Regions from separate parts of the Zea mays genome. Here region 2 is linked to region 1. A link is a contact called in public Hi-C data. All regions are on one chromosome and are shown on one strand. Each heading gives the region's core, a stretch centred on a gene start, on an enhancer-like site or on the middle of the called end of the contact. The rest is flanking DNA. Distances are from core to core; before and after follow the strand shown. Region 1 holds the start of LOC100282479 (Ubiquitin-40S ribosomal protein S27a-like). Region 2 holds the start of LOC103645348 (putative ripening-related protein 6).

The links. A called contact is a pair of places that touch in the nucleus more often than the background predicts.
Region 2: a Hi-C map of tassel shows a contact between it and region 1, with 2.4 times the contacts expected there. The contact joins the promoter of LOC103645348 here to the promoter of LOC100282479 in region 1. A contact is called at or near these places in 2 of 25 Hi-C or Micro-C datasets (bundle sheath and tassel).

The regions. Positions count from the first base shown.
Region 1 is chr1:234,068,794-234,074,085 of Zm-B73-REFERENCE-NAM-5.0, forward strand. LOC100282479 (Ubiquitin-40S ribosomal protein S27a-like) reads right to left here and starts at 2,980. Exons shown (of 1, transcript NM_001155388.1): 1 at 2,234-2,980. The coding sequence starts at 2,878. The coding sequence ends at 2,408. LOC100273973 reads left to right here. Exons shown (of 15, transcript NM_001360507.1): 14 at 1-931; 15 at 1,034-1,534. The coding sequence ends at 1,285.
Region 2 is chr1:234,411,138-234,416,429 of Zm-B73-REFERENCE-NAM-5.0, forward strand. LOC103645348 (putative ripening-related protein 6) reads left to right here and starts at 2,984. Exons shown (of 1, transcript XM_008668417.2): 1 at 2,984-3,823. The coding sequence starts at 3,335. The coding sequence ends at 3,769.

The DNA.
Region 1 (5,292 bases), core at 1,730-4,229:
AAACCGCATTGAAACTGCAAAAGAACTGAAGAAGTTAATTTCCTTCAACATAGTTGTTGTTACCGAGCTTTTAGCTGACATTAAAGGAGAACTATCTCCAGTTGCTGAAACTGAAGCATCAAGTGCAGCTTCAGAATCTGAAGGAGAGGATGGTGAACATGAATGGGAATCATTGGATACACTGAGGAAGACTAGACCTGATAAAGAGCTCAAAGAAAAGCTGAGAAAGTCAAGCCAGAAAGAGATAACTCTCAAGGATGACATTCCATTGAGGGATAGGGCTGAGCTGTATGAAACGTACCTGATGTTCTGCATCACTGGGGAGACGACTAATGTATCATTTGGAACAGCTATCTCTACAAAGAAAGATGATTCAGAGTTTTTAATGCTAAAGCAATTGGGTGACATACTTGGTTTAACTCGCAAAGAAGCTCAAGATGTTCACATTAAGTTTGCAGAGAAAGCTTTTGTGCAACAGGCGGAAGTAATTCTTGCTGATGGGAAATTAACAGAGGCTAAGGCTGACCAGCTTGCTAAGATTCAAAAGCAGGTCGGTTTGCCTACTGAACATGCACAGAAAATCATTAAGGGTATTACAACGACAAAGTTATCTTCTGCAATTGAAGCCTCTGTTGCTCGGGGTCAGATCGGTATACAGCAGGTCCGAGGATTGAAGGAAGCAAACTTCCAACTAGATAGCTTGATTGCGGAGCCGCAGCGAGAAAGCATTTATAGGAAAACTGTTGAAGAGCTCTTTTCTTCAGGTACAGGGGATTTCGATGAAGAGGAAATGTATGTGAAGATTCCAGCTGATCTCATAATAAGTTCTGAGAAGGCCAAGTCAATTGTACAGGATATTGCAAAGGTTAGGTTGGAGAACTCCCTTGTCCAGGCTATTGCGTTGCTTCGGCAGAAGAAGAGAGATGATGTGGTATGACATTAAATCCCTTTTTATTTGTTCCTTGAAAATTCAGTTGTCCGGAAAGTTAATGTAATGGCAGTATGTGTGCTAACTATAAAATTCCCATTGCAGCTTTCATCTCTGAATGACATGCTCGCATGTGATGCTGCGGTCCCTGCATCACGACCCTTGTCATGGCCCACACCAGGAGAGCTAGATGATCTATTTGCCATCTACCTGAAGAGCATTCCTAAGCCTGAGAAGCTATCAAGGTTGCAGTACCTGCTCGGCATTAGCAACGAGAAGGCTAACGAGATGCAGTACGCAGCCTCGGAGGGATCGCTGCCGGTTGCAGCTGAAGAGAAAGAGGAGTTGGCGTTCTAGGAAGGGAGACAGTTTTGTTAGGGTAGCCACCGGAGTTGAGGTCCCTTGCCAAGGAACGAACGAACTTGGTGCCTGTGGCGGACAGCTGCTATTGTAGCTAGGCGCATACATGTTTTTGGAAAAGGAAATCGACGTGTAACACTGACATATTTATTGCATGTCTATCTGTATAGACAAGTCAATAACACCGACGCTGTTAGGCTGTTGCATTCCACCAGGCCACACTGGAAGCGTTTTGTTTTCTGGTTCATTGTTTCTCTTTTGGTTTAAGAATGTATTACAGCTATGACTGCCACCCTTGCTTATAACCTGGATTTGTTGTTAACCTACCTGGAGTGCTTAAGGGCCCGTTCGGTTCTACCCGGATTGTTTGTGTAACTTATAAGTTTTGATCGCTGGAACGTTCCGGGATGGAATCCGGAAGAAACGAACACGGCTAAGGGGCAGTTTGGAGCCTTCTGTTGCTTACCATCAGCAACCTCTTTGCAAAATGTGAAATCTCTCTGTTTTACTCCTCCATGTCTTAGCCTATAAATCAGATAGATATGTCTACAAATCAGATAAGATGTCTTGCTTGTATGCATCAGTTGGTCTCTACAATCCAGATTTGAATCCAGATTTGCGAGACATTAAAGTCGATGATAATATATATGTTGTTTGTTTAGGTTTGCGAGACATTAAAGTCGATGATAACATATATGTTGCTTGTTTAGGTTTGCGAGACATTATAGTCGATGATAACATATATGTTGTTTGTTTTTATAGAATTGTTGTATCGAATATTTATGTGTCGTGGTGTCGTTACTAATTTACATAGACGGCTACAGTTACAATCAAACGGAGATGAATCAATAGGGGTAAGTAATCGCATGGCGAACAATAACACGCCTTAATCTAGTCTAAAGTTGCAGATACCTGTTTTAAGAAAAAAAACAAATAGCCACGCCCTATAACATATTCACTCAATTAATTTATTTTTAACTAAAACACGATAAATAAAAAAGAACGAAAAAAGTATAAGATAATCTATGTATCTAGACATAAGTGCATATCTAGAAAGGTAAAAACGCTTTGTCATTGCAAATGGGGGGAGTACGAAGCGACCTAGCTATCTGCCGCGCTCTAGTTCTGGATGACGAAGGTGAGGCCGCAGCTGCCGCAGACGTGCCGGTCGGCGTGCGCCGCCATGAGCACGCCTGGGCCGCACTCCGGGTTAGGGCACTGCATGCGCAGCCTCTCCACCTTCCCCGTGGCCTCATCGATCCTGTACCGCCCAAGCACGGCGTCGAGCCCGGGGTTCTTGTGCTCGTGCGTGCCCTTCTTAGGAGTGGTGAACGTCTTCCTATTGCGCTTCTTGGGGCCGCCTCCGAGGAGGCGGCAGCACAAGGACAGCATCGTCTCCTTGGGGATGTTGTAGTCAGCCAGCGTGCAGCCGTCGCGCAGCTGCTTCCCCGCGAAGATGAGGCGCTGCTCGGCCGGCGGGACGCCCTCCGACTCGTACACCTTGGCCTTCACGTCCGCCACCGTGTCCGAAGGCTCAACCTCCAGCGTGATCGTCCTTGTCGACGACAGCGTCTTCACGAAGATCTGCATCTTGGCCACGATCCCTGCCTTCTTTCCGCTTTCCGCGGCAGCCAGAGTCTATCGAGATCCCGGCGTGCGGCGGCGGGTTGTGCGTGTGAACTCTATTTTGATCTGTAGCCAACAGCCGTGCGGTGGATTTATAGAGGCCGGACTCTCTCTCCTGTGCGGGTATGCGACGTCCGATCAGAAAAGAACGGTCGTGATTGAGACTGGGAGATACCGACTCCAGACCCAGGAGGCCAGGACGGCGCACGAGTATGATGACACGGGCGCCGAGGTCAATCAAGATAGGCTAAGGCTATTTTCAACATAATTCTTCTGTCACCCTTTATTTTAAACTTTATTTTATAAACAATATAATTTATATTATAAAATAGTACTTTACACGATCATTTACACTGTCCTACTGAAGATAGTATAAGACTCTGCAACCATTTTTTCTAAATTTTCTCTTTATATAACACTATCTTACCACAACAACAATATTCTCTATATTACTATATCCTACAAATATATAATACAATTTTTATTTTAACTATCATAACTATCATCTCTCAATCCTTCTCGCCTTTTCTTTTCATTCAACCGCAAGAACTACTTTTTGCTCCAAGTAATGGAAAATTTTAAATTTTAATTATTTTCAAGGTCAAATAAATAATATTATTAACAAAAATACAACACTGTATAGAGCCTTGTTGTTTCCATAATACTCTATATAGTATTATAGAAAATTTGAACCATACAAACTTGTTGTTTCCATAGGAAATTTGAGGCTCTATAGGAAATTTGTTCTGGAAATTTCTATGCTCCAATATATGACTTTCTATAGTACTATATAGAGCCTCAAATTTCCAGATTCAAGGACGTAGAAAATCATGTGAATAAACATGCGGCTAAACATTTTAATGTTTATATGGTTCCAGAACACCAAGTTTGTACACTGAAATTAAACAATAACCATATAGCATTTTCATAGCACAAATAGAAACAACCACTACACAATTCGTACAAGCGAAGAGAATCAACGCCATATTCTGAAACAACATCATCAGGTTCGATGCCATTCCCTTGACTTTTACTCATCTGGTAGGCACGATCATTCAGTCAACTGTTTGGATCATCCTTCAGAACATAATGATCTTCAACTTTTGTAACATTGCAAAGAAAAAGTAGAAAAGAATCAAACTACAAACTTTTATTGCACGAATTGGTACTGAACACAAGTGCCAGACGTAGACCTTGTCTGCAACTACTTTTTCTTGGTATTTTAGCTGAGGCTGCAGAAACCCATCTTACCTTCATTGTCTCTATACGCAGTATACTCAAATATATTACAACATTCATTAGCAACAATAAAATCATTCATGAACATTTACAAATCTGGTAGAAACTTGTGGCTTCTACTTCTCCTAGTATCAATCCTCGATTTATCAGGCACTTGAAGGCCTCTTTAGTGGAGACCACACCCATGTCAAGAACCTATAAAACATCACTTAGTTAGAATTAAGGCTAGACAACAGTGTATGATACAACAAGGGAGAACACCACTGAAATACAGATATTAACCATCCCCATATTTTCTAAGAGCAACGAATTTTGGCTAACAGGACCTGAATTTGAGATGTATATTGTATAGCTTTAAAAATAGCCAATTTAGGAGTTCATGATATTAACCAAAACTTCAAGCACCAAAAATACTACTCATCATAAACCAGCAAAATTAATAGTACAAAAACTCAACCACGTAGCATAGCCCTTATTAGAGTTGACACATGAAACAAGGATGCTAAAAGTTCCCTATGTCTGGGAACCGGATCTAGATGTCGTCTAAAGGTGGGTGAATAGGCGAATAAAAAATATCACCAAAATCTTGGAACTCTTATGCTACTCGAAAACTGATCGCAGCGGAAGGAAGACCACATCGAGTAGGTCACCGCGGAATCGAGGTCCCTGTCTCGAAGTAACCTGCACTTCAAGAACAATTTATACCACAGATAAGTAGTGAAGCGTAAATAGTAAAGCAATCAAAGTAGAGAGACAGAGAATAACACAACACAGAGCACACATTAGATACAAGGATTTATCTCGTGGTTCGACCAAGCCTAAAATGCTTGCCTACATCCACGTTGGAGTTAGCCAAATCTTGCCTTGGAGTATGTCACTCCATCCTTCGGTTACTCAGATATGTCAAGGTGACAGACAAAGCCTTCTACTATGTCAATGTCGAGTTACACAGAGACGAGGCTGTCACAGACGTCGGCAACTCTCCGATTGAGTAACAGTATGCTCAAGATCTTGCTCTAACTGCAGTAGCACTACTCTACTCTTTCTTAGCTTATAACTGCGCCAACACACAAGCTAGAGAGAAATACACAAGAGATGGAGACATAATTGATTTGCAATATGTCTACACTTGTATGTTG
Region 2 (5,292 bases), core at 1,734-4,233, 340 kb after region 1:
ATCCCATACGCTAGATAATCATGTATGGACCACAAATATGCTGCCCGAAGTTTGAATTTTTGCTTCATGAAGCTGTCATACGCCTCCACTCCTTCCCAAAGCTCTTTCAACTCCTCAATCAATGGCTCAAGCATAACATTGAGGTTCACGCCGGGATGATCCTTCCCAGGTATGATGAGAGTTAAGAACATAAACTCATCTTTCATGCAATCTTCAGGTGGAAGGTTGTACGGTATGGCAAAGACAGGCCAACATGAGTAAGACGCTGCGGTCATACTGAAAGGCGTGAAACCATCTGTCGCCAGCCCAATACGAACATTCCTCTCTTCACTAGCAAATTCTGGATCGAAGCTGTCCAGGGCCTTCCATGCGTCGCTATCACACGGATGCTGCATTACCCCATCCTTCGGGGGCTTACGATTCTTGCGCCACCTCATGCAGCTCGCAATTCTACTAGCCAAGAACAGACGTTTCAGTCTTGGAGTGAGACGCATCCAGCGAAGCTGCTTATGTGCCCTCTTTGTTGTCACCTTCTCCCCTTCTTCGTTTACCACCTCTATGTACCTCGACAGGCCACATTTCAAGCATTTCTCTAGTTTCGCACAATCGCGCCAATATATCATGCAATTGGATGGGCATATATCGATCTTCTCATATGGCATTCCCAAAGCCTTTAGCAGCTTCTTTGACCGGTAAATGTCTTTAGGCACCTTATGATCGGCAGGAAGGACATCACTAAACAAGTCCAAAATCGCCTTATAACATTTGGCTGAGCAACCAAACTTTGACTTTATGCTCATTAGACGGGTCACGAACTGCAGGATGGTAACTGTTGTGTGTCCGTGCAGAGGCATTTCTAAGTCTTGGAGGAGTTTGAACAACTCTTCAACCTCTTTTGTAGGCGGATCTTCAGGATTGTTGACAAACTCTGTCTGCATATCTTCTAACATATGATCCAACCGATCAACGTTTTCACCGTCATCCACCTCCATCTGTGCTGATACTATACTCCGTGACTCACCGTGCTTATCCCAAACCTTATAACCTTGAACATACCCATGACTGCAAAGGTGTAGTGCCACAGTTCTCTTGTCATGTGACTGGATGTTCCCACATTTGGTGCATGGGCACCTAATCACAGCGTGGGTTGACTCTCCACGAGCGTTCTCTAAAAACTTTTCTGTCTTCTGAAACCATTCCTTTGTGTGACATCCGCCCTTCTTCCAACCAGCATACATCCACTCACGGTCATCTTCCATGTTTGTGGACCAGGATGGCTCAGTTTTGCTGTTGTGTAAACCACCAACCAAAAATTCAGCATATAAGAGCGATGCACGTGGCTTAGGTGATAACCCTACTATAGGAAAGGCCATAAACCCACCCGAGAATGGAGGCGGCCGCATGCGACTCGTGACGTGCCCAATGGTCCGAACGAAATTTCGGCAGCATAACCCCGCTGTTCTCCGAACGCACGCCTATCATGGTGCGACGAAGAACAACTGGGTTATGCTGCCGAAATCTCGTTCGGACCATCGGACACGTGCACGAATCACATGCGGCCACACCCATTCTCCGGTTGTCCAAATACGTGGACAATCCCGGAACCACACACATCACAAGTAATCCTGTGTTTGGACCAAATGAAACTATACAATCTATGCATCCATAGATTGTCCAGGTGCATTAGGCCCAAACATAGGAATAAATGTGATGTGCGTGCTTCCGGAACGGGTAACGCCTAGGGTTAACTACTGGTCTGCGCACTTAACCCTAAAACTCTATGAAAATAATGGTAAAAATAAAGTAAAGTGCATAAACAAATAAACAGTGTATCGTTATGAATTAAAACATTTCAATTATCATCAACTTAAGTAAAACATGTAGCAACAATAAAAACAAAGTAGTACCATTCATACATTTCAATTATCATCAACTTAAGTAAAACATGTAGCAACAATATCATACTAATCACATGCAACCAATCGCCTCATCCCTAATCATACTAATCAAACTACCACAACGTAGTTAACTCCCGTCGGCTTAATCAATGCAACCAACCAACCGACGGGAATAAGCATATTTTCGATATAAATATACCGCGTGCGCCCATATACTTATTTTGCACTCACAAACTCAACGACAGCGGTGTGGGGTACGAGATGAAGCCGGGGTGGCCGGGGAAGGGGCGCCGCGCCGAGCCGGGCAGTGGCCGCGCGAGGGCCGGACGGGGACGGGCAAGCGGCGCCGGTGGACGGGGTCGGTGCGGGGCAGGCCGGGGGGCCGGGGAGGGCGCGGCGCCGGTGGCCGGGGTCGGCGCGGGGCAGGCCAGGGGCCGGCGAGGGCGCGGCGCCGGCCGGTGGCCGGGCAGGCGGCGGGCGGCGGGGGCGCCTGCACAGGGGCCGCGCGCTGGGGACGGGCGGGCGGGGGCAGGCGGCGTCGGCAAGCCGCGGCGGGGGACGGGACGGGCGAGGCGGGGGCAGGCGGCGGCGGTCGGCGGCGCGGCGCAGGCGTGGGCGCAGGCGCGCGAACGGGAGCGACGAAAGGGAGGAGAGGGGCGAGCGGGCCGGCGCATATAGCCTGGCCCGCCCTAAACCCCGTCGCCCAATGTACGAGCCGACGAGAGTTATTTAACTCCCGTCGGCTTTGTTATGGCCGACGGTAGTTAATTAACTCCCGTCGGCAACCCTAAAAACCGACAGGAATTATTTTGGCCGACGGGAGTATTCAGTTTTGCTGTTGTGTGATCAGCATTCTTTTAGGTGTTTTGCATACATCTCTTTGGAATTTTCAGAATAATTAACCCTAGCTAGACTTAATATATCTGCATATTTACATTGTTTTTTATACCGCATATATAAGAGTTTGTACACAATATTTACCTTGGCTAGCAGTAGACGGAAGACTGACCAAGTCTAATCATCATCACTTGTGACGACAAGGGAACCAAACTTTCGAACTCGTATCCTTTTCTGCATGGGTTTTGGACGTGAAGTATCTGATTGCGTTGGTTGATCAGCCAGTGAAACATCCGGAACTTTCCAGCATCAACTTCCAAACACAGCGGCTTGCTCATAAGCTGTTCTTCCGTAGGACTTACCGAGAGGATATGGCATCATCGCAGTGAGCTGACAGCCGCCTCACACTTACACCATCACATACAGATAGCTAGCATTATATTGGTTCCTGATACAACGCACTCGTCTCAGATAGGGCCATTAACCTCCTATCGAACACAACGATCCGAGAAGTGAGAGCACGAGTACATATACACACTAAGATAGAGCCAGTGTATCCCGAGCACCTGCACCCCTGTCGAGCCAAGGAATAAACAGCAATGGCGAAGACCAAGATTGCCGTAGCCATTGCCATCCTAGCTCTGTTTCCGCTCTCTTGCGCCGCAGCCCGGCAGCACGGCAAGCCAGCGCACGGCGACCACGACGGCGACGGCACCCCTGCTGTGATGACGGTGAACGGTTTCAATCGAGGCGAGGACGGCGGCGGTGCAGCATCTTGTGATGGCCGTTTCCACAGCGACGACGACCTGATCGTGGCGCTGTCCTCGCGGTGGTACGCGGGAGGGAAGAGGTGTGGCGAGGCTATCCGCATCACAGCGAACAGCGGGCGCACCGTGAGGGCACGGGTCGTGGACGAGTGCGACTCCCAGGGAGGATGCCGCAACAACATCGTGGATTCCTCCCGCGCTGTTTGGAAGGCGCTCGGGCTCCATACGGACGCCGGCGAGGTCCACGTCACATGGTCAGACGCCTGAACACGTCACGTGCTCTGAGTTGGATGGCCACACGGCGACAGGGAAATTGGAAACCACGGCGTGCGGTTGTGCTTGTGCATACTCTTCCACGACAGTGGAGATGTCGATCGAATAAAACCACTCTTTTGAGGAAAATTGTTGCTTGGTGTATGTGTTTTATTTCCTTGTAAAATCACATTTATTTCAGGTGTCGTTTAATTTGGTTTACAAAATGTAACGTAAATAACGACATTAACGATTCACACTCGATTACCAGTATTAACAAGTTTAAATAGGATTGTATCAGTCTTTAGTGTGGTACCTTATTACTGTTAGATTTAAACAAACATAGTTTAGTGTTATCAATTGTCATTCACGTTACAAATATGTGAACCAAACAACACCTCAGTTATAAATATATGCATACTCACGTCTTTAGGAGTTTGATTTTAACATGTTAGACATCGTGGCATGACAAATGAAAACCCACATAAATAAGTCTAGATAGACGACAATGAACTCCATTTTTATACACAACTTAACTGTATGCACGACACAACCATGTTTAGGTATTACATCATTAGATCCTGTCGCGCCCCATAGAAGCTAATTTTGGGTTCCGATACGTGGGAACTAAATAGCTGGGAGCGGCTTGGGCAAAACAACAAAACAAACGGGGAGTGACTCTCAATGCGTCTTACCAAACATGTCATGTCTTCATACGGGCGGGGTATTTATAGAGTAACTAGGAGGTAGTGCCCTAAATTACATGCTGAAAGATAAAAGCTATATGCCATTTCTAACTTAGTTTTAGTGATTAATGATCAACACAGCCTCGAGGGCTAACTGGTTTGCTAAGCACACACTTGCAGGTTCATTTAAGTCAAATTGAGGTTTGAAATACAATGCTCAACTCAAACGAGGCTAGAAACGGGCAAAACTTGGAAAAGGTGAGCTGTGATCGATTTCACAAGTTTGAATAAGTTCTAATTTCCCTTAGAAACATTTTTAGCACTTTGGATAGGTTATAGATGTAATATATTACAAAAGTGATTTTTTGTGTCTCTTTTGAGTTGAAGCATGAAACTTGAGTTAGAGATGAGCTAAATGTATGAACCTATGACTTAGACTAAGTGGACATACTCTAATAAAGTTTGTCTAGGTAATAGAATAGCTCTCAAGATCAGCCAAATCAAATTGAAGAAGTTTCGGCTAAGAAGGACTTCACATATGTTGCCTACGGCTCACCGAACCAATGCGATGGTGTGACAGTCCATTATACTAGAGAGCCCTGCAGAAGAGTCTCAGTGGCTTGAGGCACTAGACGAGTCTGGTGGTGCGTCGGACAACTTTCCAAGAGAAGGTTGAGGAAGAAACTGAAAGCCTCTAGCACACCAGCCCAATCTGTTGGTGCATAAGACATCGACTATTCAACAGGTAGTTTGGGTTCCAACGATCGACTCCAATAGCTACCTAGCATGTGGCGGTCCTGTGGCGGCCGGTTTTGGAGGACGCCAATTAGAATCCCGGAGGGCCATCTACTA